Linked DNA regions of Zea mays: regions 2, 3 and 4 are each linked to region 1. Evidence: chromatin contacts called from public Hi-C data. All regions are on one chromosome and are shown on one strand. The core of a region is the stretch at or near the end of the contact, and the rest is flanking DNA. Distances in the headings are between cores, read along the strand shown.

The links. A called contact is a pair of places that touch in the nucleus more often than the background predicts.
Region 2: a contact with region 1 is called in a Hi-C map of bundle sheath, with 3 times the contacts expected there. The contact joins the enhancer-like site here to the promoter of LOC541708 in region 1. A contact is called at or near these places in 4 of 25 Hi-C or Micro-C datasets (bundle sheath, ear, leaf and 1 more).
Region 3: a Hi-C map of leaf shows a contact between it and region 1, with 3 times the contacts expected there. The contact joins the promoter of LOC100192842 here to the promoter of LOC541708 in region 1. A contact is called at or near these places in 8 of 25 Hi-C or Micro-C datasets (bundle sheath, ear, endosperm and 3 more).
Region 4: a Hi-C map of bundle sheath shows a contact between it and region 1, with 2.7 times the contacts expected there. The contact joins the promoter of LOC100278716 here to the promoter of LOC541708 in region 1. A contact is called at or near these places in 2 of 25 Hi-C or Micro-C datasets (bundle sheath and ear).

Annotation. Positions count from the first base shown.
Region 1 is chr5:31,597,014-31,600,534 of Zm-B73-REFERENCE-NAM-5.0, reverse strand. It overlaps LOC541708 (eucaryotic initiation factor 7), which reads left to right and starts at 1,692. Exons shown (of 5, transcript NM_001111447.2): 1 at 1,692-2,066. The coding sequence starts at 1,828.
Region 2 is chr5:31,840,740-31,844,260 of Zm-B73-REFERENCE-NAM-5.0, reverse strand. It overlaps LOC103626186 (a long non-coding RNA gene), which reads right to left. Exons shown (of 2, transcript XR_552754.4): 2 at 2,676-3,239. Among protein-coding and RNA genes, the nearest start is that of LOC103626186, 3.6 kb to the right of the region's middle. Within about 2 kb of position 1,665, at least 8 of the 20 cell types and tissues checked have an H3K27ac peak or open chromatin away from gene starts, as enhancers often do. A contact at or near this core is called in bundle sheath and leaf, where this site is marked.
Region 3 is chr5:31,420,667-31,424,187 of Zm-B73-REFERENCE-NAM-5.0, reverse strand. It overlaps LOC100192842 (Protein NRT1/ PTR FAMILY 5.2), which reads left to right and starts at 1,718. Exons shown (of 3, transcript NM_001138032.1): 1 at 1,718-1,905. The coding sequence starts at 1,776.
Region 4 is chr5:31,746,074-31,749,594 of Zm-B73-REFERENCE-NAM-5.0, reverse strand. It overlaps LOC100278716, which reads left to right and starts at 1,793. Exons shown (of 1, transcript NM_001328336.1): 1 at 1,793-2,353. The coding sequence starts at 1,948. The coding sequence ends at 2,196.

The DNA of each region.
Region 1 (3,521 bases), core at 443-2,942:
TCCTACCTGGAATGACTTAGCCTTGACCTTCTTGTTGTAAGCTTTGTCAACCATCATCTTGTCTTTCTCAGTCTCTCCTAGAGCCACCAATCTCTTGTTGGTTACTTCATCAATATTGTCCATCATTAAATTATAGTAATCTTCGAATGCTAGATCATTCTGCCTGGCACACCTAACAACATTTAGGCTTATCTCCACAGGCAAAACAACTTCCTATCCATAAACAAGGTCAAAAAGAGAGACTTAGTAGCATGGTGTTTAGATATTCTATGAGCGCACAAAGCCTCAGACAAAACCTTATGCCAATGTCTAGGATGATTAGATATTTCTTCTTTATAAGGCTAATCAACATCCTATTACTAGACTCGGCCTGTCCATTGGCCTGAGCATGATATGGAGATGAAATTAGCAACTTGATCTTATATAATTCAGCAAACTCACGTATCTTCTTTAACATAACAGAAGTCCCCTGGTCTATAGTCAAAGTTTGGGGAACATCAAATTTGTGTCATGTTCTTTAGAGCAACGAATTCGGTCCATTTGGTGAAGTAATCTGTGGCAACCAACGCAAATCGATGTCCTTTTGATGATGAAGGATGAATTTCTCCTACAAAGTCCAAACCTCACCCCCTAAGGGCCAAGGTTTGATAATAGGATGTAGTTCGGCTGCGGGGACTGGCTGTAGATCACCAAACTTCTGACATACTTGACATCCTCTGTAATATTTTAAACAATCATCTATCATGTCCGACCAATCGAAACTAGACCTTATCAACAACCACTTCATTTTTGGAGTCGATTGATGAGTACCACAAATCGCTTCATGCACTTCGACCATAGCTAATATAGCATCATCTTGGCCCAAGCATTTAAGTAGGACATCATCAACAGTTCGGTGATAAAGTTTAATATCAATTAAAATATACTTGAAAGTTGTACGCTGAACATTCCTGTTTGTCGAAACACTGGGATTACGTAGGTAATTAAAATATACTTGAAAGCTGTATAAAGTCGAAGGACCTTTAGGTGCTGCTAACTGATTTTTTTTCTTTACTCAAGCAGTTTCTCCTTCAGTCCACAGAACAATTGTTGATTCATCTACGAGTTGCATCAAGTTTTGTTTCCTTATAACAGACCTATTTGGTAAACCTACATGTGCTTGTACTCATGCAATGCATGATATCTTGTATTATAACTTTCTGCTTGTTATTTTTCTACCTTAGCACAAGGTGGTTGTTGATCATTGCCCTGTTTTGGTTGCTTCGGGTTACTAGAGCAGGTTACGTGAGTGGCCGATGAGTAATTCATTTTATTGTATATGTTGGATTTGTTCGATGTGTAAAGCTTTTAATATATGTACAAATTCGTAACTTTTAAAAGATGCTAACAAGAATATAAAATAGTAATTAGTATTTTTAATTCTAATATATTTATTATAATATGTTTACTCCGTAACAACGCATAGACGTTCACTTAGTTAAGATTTAAGATTGAGATAGAGACTACTGGGCCGGAGCGTTAATAGGGATCTGTTTGAGAAGATGCTCTAAGCTAGCAAAAAGAAGTGTGCTAAGATTTGTGTGCAATCCAACATAAACTGGGCCGGAGCCCAATCTTATTACACGCGCGTTCCAAACACGCCTTTTTTTCTTCGTCTCCTCATTCCTCAAAGAGCCGGAAGCCTTCTCCGTTCTCTCCGTTTTTCCCCTTCGCGTATCTTCGTCCGCCGCAACCCTTCACGTATCGTCTCTCTCTCACACGGTCACACCCTGACCTCCCCCCTCCCCCTCCCAGAAAAGACCCCTCGAAAAACGGCGGCGCTGCGACATGGCGGAGGTCGAGGCTCCAGCTACTGCGGTCGAGGCTCCAGCTGCTGCGGTCGCGACGACGACCCCTGAGGTGGCGGCGCCCGAGGCCGGAGCCGCTACGGAGGCGAAGGGTCCGCACAAGCTTCACCGGCAGTGGACCTTCTGGTACGACATCCAGACGAAGACCAAGTCCGGGGCTGCGTGGGGCACCTCCCTCAAAAAGGCCTACACCTTCGACACCGTTGAGGAGTTCTGGAGGTACGTTGGCGATGCGCCGGATACCTTCATGGCCCGGTTCCCTTTCCTGATCACTCCCGTTCTGATCTGGTCTGGATGCCGTGGTGGTTTCTGGGTAGTGGGTACCAGTTTATGTGCGTGTTTTTGGCCGTTCATGTGGCGGCGGGAGCTGTCCATACAGTAGATTGGGTTCTAGGTAACCTTAGTGCCAACAAATTTGAAACGATTATATGACAAATTCGATTAGATCTTGTTTATTCATGGTATCGCTGTTTCCTGTTTGCGTCGGATTTGATTGCCTAATCGCTGATTGCCCGTGGCTGATTTTTCACGTAAGCCGTCCCGTGTAGTTGTGTGTATATAGGGTATGGTAAAAGCTGAAGTGGGAGCCTCTTGATTTAAGCTAAGGGTGTGTTTGGTTTGGCTTTTGACTTTGGCTTTTACCTCCTAAAAGCCAAAAGCCAAACCAAAGGGCTGGATCTAGGAAGCAGCTTTTTCTAAAAGCCGACTTTCTTGCAATGTAAAACTGAAAGCACCTCTGGACCTGCTTTTAGCGGCTTTTGGATGGAACTGTGAAAATATATATGGAAAAACTTTTAGCGACTTTTAGTGGTTTCCACCAAACACTTTTTAGATTTTTAACAGCTCACAGCCCACAGCAGCTTTTCTCACAGCTCACAGCCCACAACAGCTTTTTTCACAGCCACAGCCCAACCAAACAGACCCTAAATCGAGAGCCCAAAGCGAAAGTAAACTCACTGTCAGAATTACCAAAACCAATAAAGGAAGAAGGAAATAGAAGCCAAATCCATTGGTTTACATCTTCAGCGACCTCCGTCTCGAGGGAGCTCTGGCTTAAGGTTTTGGGTTGGGGGAGCTGTACTGTTTCTAACCTTAGAAGGGTATAGGTGCCAGGGGATGCGGCTTGACTGGCGGTTGGGCCAAACTGGCAGCAGGGGCTAGGGGCTGGGCTTTGCTTCTCCACTTGGGATTTGGGGAGGGTGGGGGTGGGCAGGCAATGGAGGCGCCGCTGGACAGGGTTGGCAGCGGAGGCTGGTGGTGGGGTGGGGATGGGGGAGCGAAGATCTCTTCAAGGATGGGGTGAGGGAGGAAGCCAGGAACGCGAAGTGCCGGCAAGGAGGCGAATGGACAAGCGTGGGTGTGGGAGAGGAGGCGCGAATGGAGGTGGGGATGGGGTGTGCCGGTGTGGGATGGGAGAGCTGGAAAATCAAAAGAGGATGGGACTAGGTGGGGCCTATGTGGGTAGGGAGGCTGGGCCGTTGAGTCTTCTTATCTGGGGATCCCTCTCTTCATAGTCATCTACTCATCTCCATATGGTATTCCTTGTTGTAAGTAACAAGTTTGTGGGATACCCTAAACCTGGGAGTGACCGAGGGAGCTTCCTGGGCGACCGAGGAGGAGGCGTTGCACGGTGGCCATCTGGGCGGTCAAGGCGGCGCCCATGGCACGTTCTTG
Region 2 (3,521 bases), core at 416-2,915, 240 kb before region 1:
GCCACTTTTGCATTGCTTCAGTCTTGGAAGGGTCTGCAGCTACTCCTTGCTGTGAAATGATATGTCCCAAATATGATAACTCGGTTTTGCCAAAAGCACACTTTGATCTCTTCAGAAAAAATTTGTGCTCCCTGAGTATATCAAACACCAGCCTCAAGTGGTGTAAGTGCTCAGCCCAAGAACCACTATACACTAAAATGTCATCCAGGAATACCATTACGAATTTTCTGAGAAAAGGAGCTAGAATGAAATTCATAGCGCACTGGAAAGTAGCTGGGGCGTTGGTAAGACCAAAGGGCATGACCCCAAACTGGTAATGACCCTGGTGAGTTTTGAAAGCTGTTTTGTATTCCTCAGATTCCTGCATTCGAATCTGATGGTAGCCTGCAGTGAAATCTAGACTGGTAAAATATTGTGTACCCGCTAGTTCTTCCAAAATTTCTTCCACTAGGGGCATCGGAAATCTGTTCTTGATAGTGAGATCATTTAACTTCCTATAGTCCACACAAAAACGCCAGGGTCCATCTTTTTTTTAACTAGAAGGACTGGTGAAGCAAAAGGACTGGTGCTAGGGGTGATCAAACCAGCCTGCAGTAGTGTAGTGACCTGCCTTTCTATCTCATCTTTGTGAAAGGGGGAGTACCTGTAAGGCTTAGAGTTTACAGGCACTGATCCAGGCATTAGTGGTATGCAGTGATCAAACTGTCTCATGGGTGGCAACTGGGTGGGGACAGTAAACAGGTCATCAAACTCCTGTAGCAACAACTGAATATCAGCTTTATTAGTCTGAATACCAGAATCAGATGTAGACTCCACTAGGACCATGGCCCAAATGTCATTTCCTGTCACCCATTTTTGCACTTGTAGTGCTGATACTTCCTGAATTGCTGAAACCTGATGCACATCATCACCATATAAAGTGACAGATTTCCCTGCATTCTGAAATTTCAGCACTTTGTGTACCCAATCACATTCCATAGGAAATCAGTCATTTAGTTGGGAGGTCTCGGTCATTGATGCCCTAGAGTATATATGTGGGAGCCTTGCCACCCTCGAGCCATATATGTGCCACCTCAAAGTCACCGGAGTAAAGTCGTGAGGGAGGGACCGAGGGAGAGAGAGAACACAGAGAAGATGACCGCCACCGTGGAATCTCGCCTATGGGGCCATTCAAAACAGGTGGGGTGGTTTGGGAGCATCGCTGGGTTGTGAGGATCGTGCAAAAGGGTTTCCAGGATATGGGAGGTCGACAGCGCGTGGTGATTTCTCACCGGAGTACAGAAGTTATAGCGGATCCGCCGTGCCCCAACTGACGGTGAGAAGACACATCTGCCTATAGCACTCATTTGCGCATAAGACACATCTGCCTATAGCAAGGAATTTCTCACTGGAACTGGGTCGTCGCCACGGTTCTGCACCGAGCAGTGGGCTGTGTTGTCATCGCCTTAAACGTCAGTGAGAAGTCCCTACTCTTTTCGCGCGAGGCCTACTTCATATAGCTTCATACGAGGGTGATTAGTTCACCAGGGAATGGTTGGACGTCGAGCCGGTGAAAGCGCTGCCACAGAAAGCATGGGAGCCAGCTCGGTTGTGGACGGGGGAGGAAGAAGATCCAGGTGCCGTCCAATTTGGATTGAATGGATAATATTAGATCATGACGAATTCAATCTGGGCCATCGGGATTGAAGCGAACGCATAGGATTAAGCCGAAGTTCGTGGATTAAACTAGTGTCGCTGATCTAAGATTGAACTTTTGATAAAGAGCCCCTACCTTTTTGCATAATCAACCTGCCATCCTCAGGCCATGGAGAATCCTTACACCTAGGTCCTTGGGACTTTGCAGAAATACCCTTAAAGCTAATCCTTGATATAAAAATAATATTAAACTAGATATATATGCCCATGCGTTGCCACGAAAGTTAAAAATTAGTGTAAAATATAGATAAAGGATAACAAACATCACTATGATAAATATGTAACTTAGAAACTGTAAAAGTTGGTGCTTTATTCTGAACAAATTTTGAAGAAACAAATTAAAAAAATTAAAATATAGATCCATTATTCCAAATTTTAAATGGTGGCGGTAGCACTGGAACACCTCATTGCACAAGCTCCACTATACTTCAAATGTGTCCTATTAGTATGCAGGGCATACTGCAATTCTAATAGATTGAAATAGAAAACTTTTCATTCCACGTGACATCCACTCCAACACTTTTCTTTATCGCTAATCACAAATGATTCTGTAAAGGATGGTCATAATCTACAAACTCTATCCATCCGTTTAAATCTGATTCATATAATATGTTTTTCCAAAAAATATGAAACTTCTTATGGGCAAACAACAAATTAAATAGAACCTACTTAAACATATTAACTGAAAACTAAGGTTGCTAATAAAGAGGAGGGAAGAAACAAAATCTATGTGAACCTATACACAGGTCGTTTCCGTCCTTCACAAAGAAAACCTGAAATGTTTCAGCTCCAAAAACAACGCCACAACCCCTTTTGGAATCAGCGACCATGCACACAACCTACTCCTTCAGGTCTTGTTCGTTTATGCCGGATTGGTGGGTCGGAACGATTCCTAATCGGATTGCTTCTCTAATTTATATAAACTTTGATTAGCCGGAACGATTTCGGGTGCAATCCGACGTAAACGAACAAGGCCTCACTTGAACCCAAGTTATTCATGTTGTAGGCCAAATTTCCAATGAGTGACAAGTTTGGTAAAAGGCTATAGCTACAAAGAAAGGGAAATACAGTGAGAGGGAGTTAGAAGTGAAGCTGTGTTAGCAGGTTCCTGCAACTATACTGCATCATGAGGCTCACATATCTCAAATACCACGACACAATCATCTAATAGTGCATCAAGGACTAAATATCAGAGTTGTCAAAAACTGAATCGCAAATGGCTGTGTTAAGAGCAACAATTAAATCAGCATTGCAGCAGGCGCAGAGTGGATGTACACTTGAACCGGATGTCGACATCGTTCTTGGTGAGCTCGGTGGCGTTGATCTACTCCATGGAAATGTTGGCGAGGTCCTTGATGCTGTCATCCATGAACAACCACATGTGCTCCTTCTCCAGCTTCACCTTCTCTTGCGGGTTTAGTCCGATCGGGTACTTTTACTTGAGAGCCTAGTTCCCTCTCTCCTGTGCCTCGACCCTCGGCTTTAGCCGCTCCACTGGGACCTCCTGTCTCGCTAGCAGGGACGATGGTATAAAGGACCTCGTCCTATAAGAAATATTAGTGATATTTATATTTTTAAATAAATTTATTGAAAATAGATCCAAAGATATATTGAATAATACTAATTATGTATTGTATATTTAATCAAAGTTGAATGTTTGGAAGATAAAATTTTAGTGCTGCAAATACGAATTGCATTCAAATAGGTGTAATATAATAACTTCTCGTGGTTAACGTTGAGGATTTACATGCCACATCATTCAGAGTTTCCGATAAGAGGAACATGACAGAAAAGTTCTAACTATAAGAAGTTGAAATTAAGGTTGC
Region 3 (3,521 bases), core at 469-2,968, 180 kb after region 1:
CTTCGTGTCTTAATAGCAGTAGAGATTTGCTTTTGTAATTGGACTGTATTTAATATTTGTAATTTATTTTCAAACATCATATAGTCGGTTAGACTATATTTTAGTGAGGAGAATCAAATACCCTCTAAGTTCTTCCGGAAAGAAAACAAATTCTTCGAAGATTCTACCTATGGTCGTTATATTATATATATAGTATTGCCTCTCTCTGCCGTGGAACGGGTCGACGCATGCATGGGAATGGGAGATCCTCCTCGTGATCTCCGACAGGTGGGATCGAAGCCGTGTATAAATTACGCCCAACAAGCCGCCGCCCGCCCGTTCCAGTTGGGTGGTGGGTGGGTCGGATTCTTCGTCTGCATCTCAATCAGCCAATCTAGCTCGTGCGCTGAGAAGTCTTCATTCATCTCAAGCCAATCCGGACTAGGCCAGGATGTCTGGGCAAGTGAGCCTACTGCATGGGGCATGGCTACTTGTCTTGTTGACTCGTCCGATCGATGGATACCCCGCCCCCAGCTACTGGAGCTGGTTTTTCTGCTTGCCGCCGGATCCTGGCGAGGCGACGACGTAGTACTACTCATCTTTGTCCGTTGCGCGTGGACACACTCGATCGGGGGCTAGCCTACTACTAGCCTAGGGCCGCAGCAATCGACACACGAGATACCTACGCCGCTACGCGTGCCTGCTCGCGACCGGTGATATGCCCTGCGCTCGCCGCCACACATGCCATCTGGGAGCTGGTCGGCCGGAGAGGCCCGGAGTTGAACCCAGGGGCCTTGTTTGAAACGGACGTACTAATACTAGACTAGCACAGTTTCCGTTGCATTAATTGATGCATTATTGAATCAATCTTTCAACTTCTAAGTTACTATCCTTTAGGGCATGTACAGTGGTGTTTAATGTGGGGGCTCTTAAGGTGTTTTAGGGGGTTATTTGCAAAAAAATCTTAGAGCCGTCTCTCCGTGAAGAGACGCATCTGGCTCGTAAACCAAGTAACAACAGACGCCTCACTTCCCACTGTACGAATTTGTCGTCTGTTCTATCGATCTGATGCTATACAAATACATTTAATTCTGTATTTATTAACAGACTACGTTTAGAGACACTCCATTGTACAATAGAGTCTCTTAGTTCTCTCCTGTGCTTGGAGAACCGTTTTGGTGTCTCTCCACTGTACATGCCCTTATATCCTTAGAGTAAGTTTAATAATAGAGCTTGTTGTTGGCTCTAACTTTTTTACCATGTCATTTATTGTCAATAATAATCACACTCATATAATAAAATTGATTCTAAGCTTGGCTCTTAGATGAATCCCTTGTCACTTTCTTTTTCATCCTTTTATCTTAAAGCTCATGTATCACCTAGCTCTTACATTAGAGCCAACTCCCTCTACCTTTTGATGTCTCTCTTCCACGTAAGAAAAAGAAAAAAATGTCATGTAAGTAGGTTTAGAGCTCATTATTGTACTTGCTCTTAGAACAGAGGAACTAATTAATAAGCTTTGTTAACCCATGCATGAATGAATGAATGAATGGTCGATGGAGTGTAGCTTATCCGAAGTGAAGAGTTCCAAACCTGAATGGAAACTGAAAAGCAGCTCTCCTAGTCCTACACACAGTTTCAGTCCCACGTTGACCCGGCCCGTGGAGGACCGGGGCTTATATAAAGCGCGCCCACCAGCTGCTAGAGCTGGCACACGAGCTAGATCAGCGGCCTGGAGCTGCTGGAGAGAGAGAGAGAGAGAGAGAGAGAGAGAGAGAGAGAGGTCAGGTCACCCCATGGCGGAGAGGCTGGAGGCGGGCGCTGGCGACGACGATGAGTACACGCAGGACGGCACGGTGGACCTCCACGGGAACCCGGTGCTCCGGTCCAAGCGGGGAGGGTGGAAAGCATGCGGCTTCGTTGTAGGTACGTACGTACGTACGTACGGGAAATCATACTACCGGCCGGATTATCGGCTTCGTCGTTGTAGTTGTAGGCAGCAGACTCTGTTTTATTTTCCACTAATCAAACCGGCCGGGCTGGGTGTCTGGGGTACGTAAACACGCACTAGACAGGCTAACATGATGCCGTAGATAGATAGCAGTAGCACAAGCTGCTAGCTTGCAGATTAATTAGTAGCTCTGGAGGCCCCAGACGGGTTTGTACTTTGTAGGAACAGGATCCATGGCGGTAGGCAGGCAGTCAGGCTGAAGCCTGCCAATCACAGTCAGCCATGTGGTTGGCTTTGGATCCAGAGCGCTAGCTGCTGTGCTGCCCATCGGACCGTCACCCCGGCCGCATTCTCTGCGGTAGTACCAGTCGACCTCCGTCGAGCGGCCGCGCCCAAGCGCGAGACACGCCATGTACGTGAGCATGAGAGCTGTTTCTCCATGGATGATGGACGGAGGATGCTGAGCCAGAGTAGCATCACAGAAGGCCTATGCGCGCTGGGACACTGGGAGTGTCTGTCTGTCTGTCTGTCTCCGTGCAAGCTGAGCTGAGGCAATGCGTACTACTAGTGCTACTATAGTACTAATAGTATAGCATTCTTTTTGGGGACGCTAGATGCATCTTGAGCGAAATATATCTTTAATATAAATATTTATGTATAAAGAAATGAGATATAGAGTACGCCCCAAAGAGGTAAATAACAAATACAGGAGATAATATTTTTTTAGTGGGGACAATGAAAAAGGGATATATAAAGAAAAGCTGCTGAAGATAGTGAGAACCAAGGGATTCTCAAAGTACGCTTGCTAGCAGCTTGCCCCCCACAAAGCTATCTTCAGCAGGCCGTGTAAATGGATGTACAAAGTAATGTCTTTCATTATAAACTGTAATGTTTGTAGAGTAAAGTTTGAAATAAAAAGTAAGATTGAGAATGGGATGAGAAGTCTGTTAGAGATAGTCTAAAAGTTGTGTCCACGCACGAGGAAAGAAAAAAGAAAACGACGCCCTTGTTTTTGGAACTGGGGAAGCAAACAAACACCAGTAAACTCCCACCCTCCCACCTAAGGCCAGGCTGGTTCTTAACCATGCTGTTGCTGACGAAAAGCACAGGTAACTGCTAGTGCTGGGGAAGAAATTTGGGGGATGCTTGCCCCTGCCACCAAGCGTTTGGAACTATTAGACTTGTACCGATCGAGGCTTTCGCACGCTAGCTTCCACCCAGATTTCGGCTCGGTGTTGTGCTCCCTCGTGACAACGAAGGGCACGCGCCGTGTTCTGTTTGTCCGTTTCAGATTATCTCAGACGTACGTATGGATCATGGATGTCGCGTGTGCCTCTGTCATAGGGTAGCTTGCCATTTACATACATACATGCAGATGCAGTTTATCTTTTAACAATTGTAAGGCTGGGCCACACACGGCCAACTTGTTCAGAGATTTCGGCCAACTTGTTCAGAGATTTTGTCGTCGGATTTAGAGAGTAGTATGCAGTCTCTTTTGCTTTGGCATGCCGTCCCTTTCGGATGTGTCTGTCTCGTCAAGTTGGGCTCCTGGTTCGCCGATACTTTTCTGGCTCCGTTCAGTATCAAATGC
Region 4 (3,521 bases), core at 544-3,043, 150 kb before region 1:
GACCCCCGCCGACCTACCATCCGACGTTCATCCCCCGCCTACCTCCTGTCGTCAGTCCCTCACTGGTCTGCCCTCCGTCAGCGCCGTCAGACTCCCCCACCGGCTTGTTGCGCCTCCCACCGACAGTCACTCGCTGGCCTGCCCTCTGATGCTGGTGTGTTCTCCAGTAGGCACAACCCGCGAGCCTTGCTAGTGCTGTCGTCGAACAGGTAAATGTCTGTGCTCGTTATTGCCTAGACAAGCCTGCTAGTCATGGCAAATGTTACAAATTCACTGAAATGCATCTTGATGTTGTTGGGAGGTTCCTTTAATTATGGCTGAAATGTAACAATGAGACCTCATCACTAAAAATTTATGACTTGGTTAATATTGGCTTTAATTTATGTATATCTTATGCTTATGGATTTCTCAAATATTAAAATAGTGTCGGTTTCATTTATTTTGATTGTTGTCATCTTATTGAATTGAATGAATTGAAGATACCATCCTGAATGTGGTAATATGACCAGGAAGGAGACCATATTCAGTTCATCCCTCATCGCGAAACAAACAAGAGATGGTACAACTCCAACCCAGTTTAACCCTGTAATCAAACAAGATAATAGGTTTAACCTGTCACTTAAACCAAATAAGGAACGGATCTGACCCAATCCAGAAAAATGGGTCGACTTCGACCGGATCCACGTCGTTCCGAAACCAAACACATGTCAAGTGACTCATGACTCATCCTGATACCATGATGACTTGGATGATTTGTACTACCTCAGCCCCCTTCATATACACTGCCATTCCACGACCGCCATTTTACTGACCATACATTTTCGTGATATTTCCAAAATAGAAGCTTCGCAATATTCCCTAAAAAAGGCTCTCCGCCTTTTCTGTAGATTTTCACTCTAGCATAACACTACTAGGACTAGTATTCCATTTCCCTTTCCTTAGGATGTGGAAATTCATTGATGATGACTCAGCTCGACGACATCTTTTCTCTTCTTTTTTGGAGATATCAGAAGAGCATACATGCATGTTCCAGCTGTAAAAGAAATATCCACGTCCTAAGCTTTAGTCATCTTCAGTACAAGGATAAGGTTATCCAAAAATAAATAGTAATAACCAGTTATTATTAATTATCCAATTTGGTGAGTGGCTTGGAGTGCTCTTTCCAATAATACTCTAGGTTATTAATATAACCAGTTGTTATTATTATGATTCAGCGTCAGCAATACACTCTACTAGGTTCCTAGTCTCGATGTGACGGGGTTCCGAGAGTTCTGCAGAACGAACATCCCCGTCAACCTCTGCCGCATGCATGTCGATTAGGTCGGCCACGCAACAGGCAACACAAACACATTGTGCACGTGGCATGATCCAGCGGCAGGACGGGCAGGAAGCCGCCGACCTTATCGGCAGTTCGGCTATGGACGGGCAGGAAGCAGCTCAGGTGCCGCCGTGTCGCCGGTTGCCATGGCCGACCTCTCTCATCCCTCTAGCTAGCAATCTAGCTGGCGATCGAGGTCGTCGTCACTAAAGCAAGTACACATGCTTCCATTGTTGGTGGTCGACGGTTGTCTTTCTTTGATTCTTTCGACTGCACGAGCATGACGGCGGCTTACAAAAGCATGCATGAAATGAAGCTGCTTGGACCTTTCGAACGATCGCCGTAGTGGATTGCCTCGTCACCATGTACGTGAGTGCGTGCTGCTGGTGGGTCCGAGTGGCGTCTTCGGTCGACGCGTGTCGGAATGCTCCCAGCATCCGAGCTTATAAAGCTGCGCATGGGAGGCTTCGTTTTGCACAGTATCTTCAGAAGCTACAGCTGCAGCACACAGATTCACAGATAGACCTCACCTACCTACTCCAGCTCGAAGCAGACAGAGCATCTAGCTAGCTAGTTGGTTAGTGGCAAAGAGCGTCCGTGACCTGTGAGAACCGACTGAGTGAACGATCATGGCGGCGGTGTCTCTGCTAGGCCCGTACACCGGGGGCAGCGGCTTGGGCGGGAGGCTCGTCCACGCCAGGAGCGGCGGCCGCCGGCCAGCTGCGGCGGTGAAGCGGCTGCTGTCGAGGTTGAGTCGCTCTTGGAGAAGACGCGCAGCGCGGCCGAGGCGAACCGCGGTGAGGTTCGGGTATGACCTGCATAGCTACTACCAGAACTTCGACGACGGCAGTGCCCCCTGCGCCCACCACCGCTTGTAGCTCGTGCAGCAGTGCTTATATGTTCGCTACTGTACTAATTGCCGGTGACTATTACTAGCTAGCTGTTACAGCCATAGACTCAATGTACATGATGATGCTTTAGTGTGGAGCTATATATTTGAAGCTTGGAATAGAAATGGATTTCTATATATTATTATAAGCTGATTCTGAGGGCTTCTGTCCCGTGTTCAGGCTTACGCATGTGCCACACCTGTATCCAACTGCCTGATGTTTTATTTCTTCTCGAACACGACGCGACCAGAAGAGCTCTTTAAAGCCATCTACAACGGAAAAAATTCTGTAGATACCCGATGTAACACCATCTTTTACATACTGTCGGCGTTTCGACCCCGGGGCTCCCTAGACAGACGAGAAAATTGTCGCTGCGTGTCCCAACCCAGATGGGTCGGCGCGAGACGGGACACAAAAGGGGAGAACAGTAAAGGGGAACCCGCGGCCTTCGTGTTGTCCTGCGCCCAGGGCGGATGGATGCGCTTGCAGTAGGGGGTTACAAGTGTTCGCGTGGGAGAGAGCGAGAGCCTTATGCGCCGGCCCGTTCTCCCGCGCGGCCAACCTTCTCATACGAGAGCCCTGGACCTTCCATTTATAGGCGTAAGGAGAGAGTCCAGGTGTACAATAGGGGGTGTAGCAGTGTGCTAACGTGTCTAGCAGAGAGGAGCTAGAGCCCTAAGTACATGCCGTCGTGGCAGTCGGAGAGGTTTTGGCACCCTGTTCATGTGATGGCGTGGCCGTCGGAGGAGAGCTGGAGCCCTGCGGAAGGACAGCTGTCGGGGCTGTCGAATCCTTGCTGACGTCTCCTTGCTTCCGTAAGGGGCTGAGAGCCGCCGTCGTCATGGAGCACGCGGAGCGCCATCATTATTTGTTTACTGGGGCGAGCCAGATGGGACGCCGGTCTTGTTCCCCGTAGCCTGAGCTAGCTAGGGGTAGGGTAATGATGGCCCCCCTGGCGACGTGGCCGGTCCGGACCCGAGTTTGGGCGAGGTGGCGGCTCCTCCGAGGTCGAGGTCGTGTCCGTCTTCCGAGGTCGAGGCTGAGTCCGAGCCCTGGGGTCGGGCGAGGCGGAGTCCGTCTTCCGAGGTCGAGGTTGAGTCCGAGCCCTGGGTCGGGCGAGGCGGAGACCGTCTTCCGAGGCTGAGGCTGAGTCCGAGCCCTGTGTCGGGCGAGGCGGAGTCCGTCGTCCAGCATCGAGGTTGAGCCCGAGCCCTGGGGTCGGGCGAGGCGGAGACCGTCTTCCGAGGCCGAGGCCGTGTCCGAGCCCTGGGGTCGGGCGAGGCGGAGTTCGTCGTCCATCGTCGAGGTTGAGC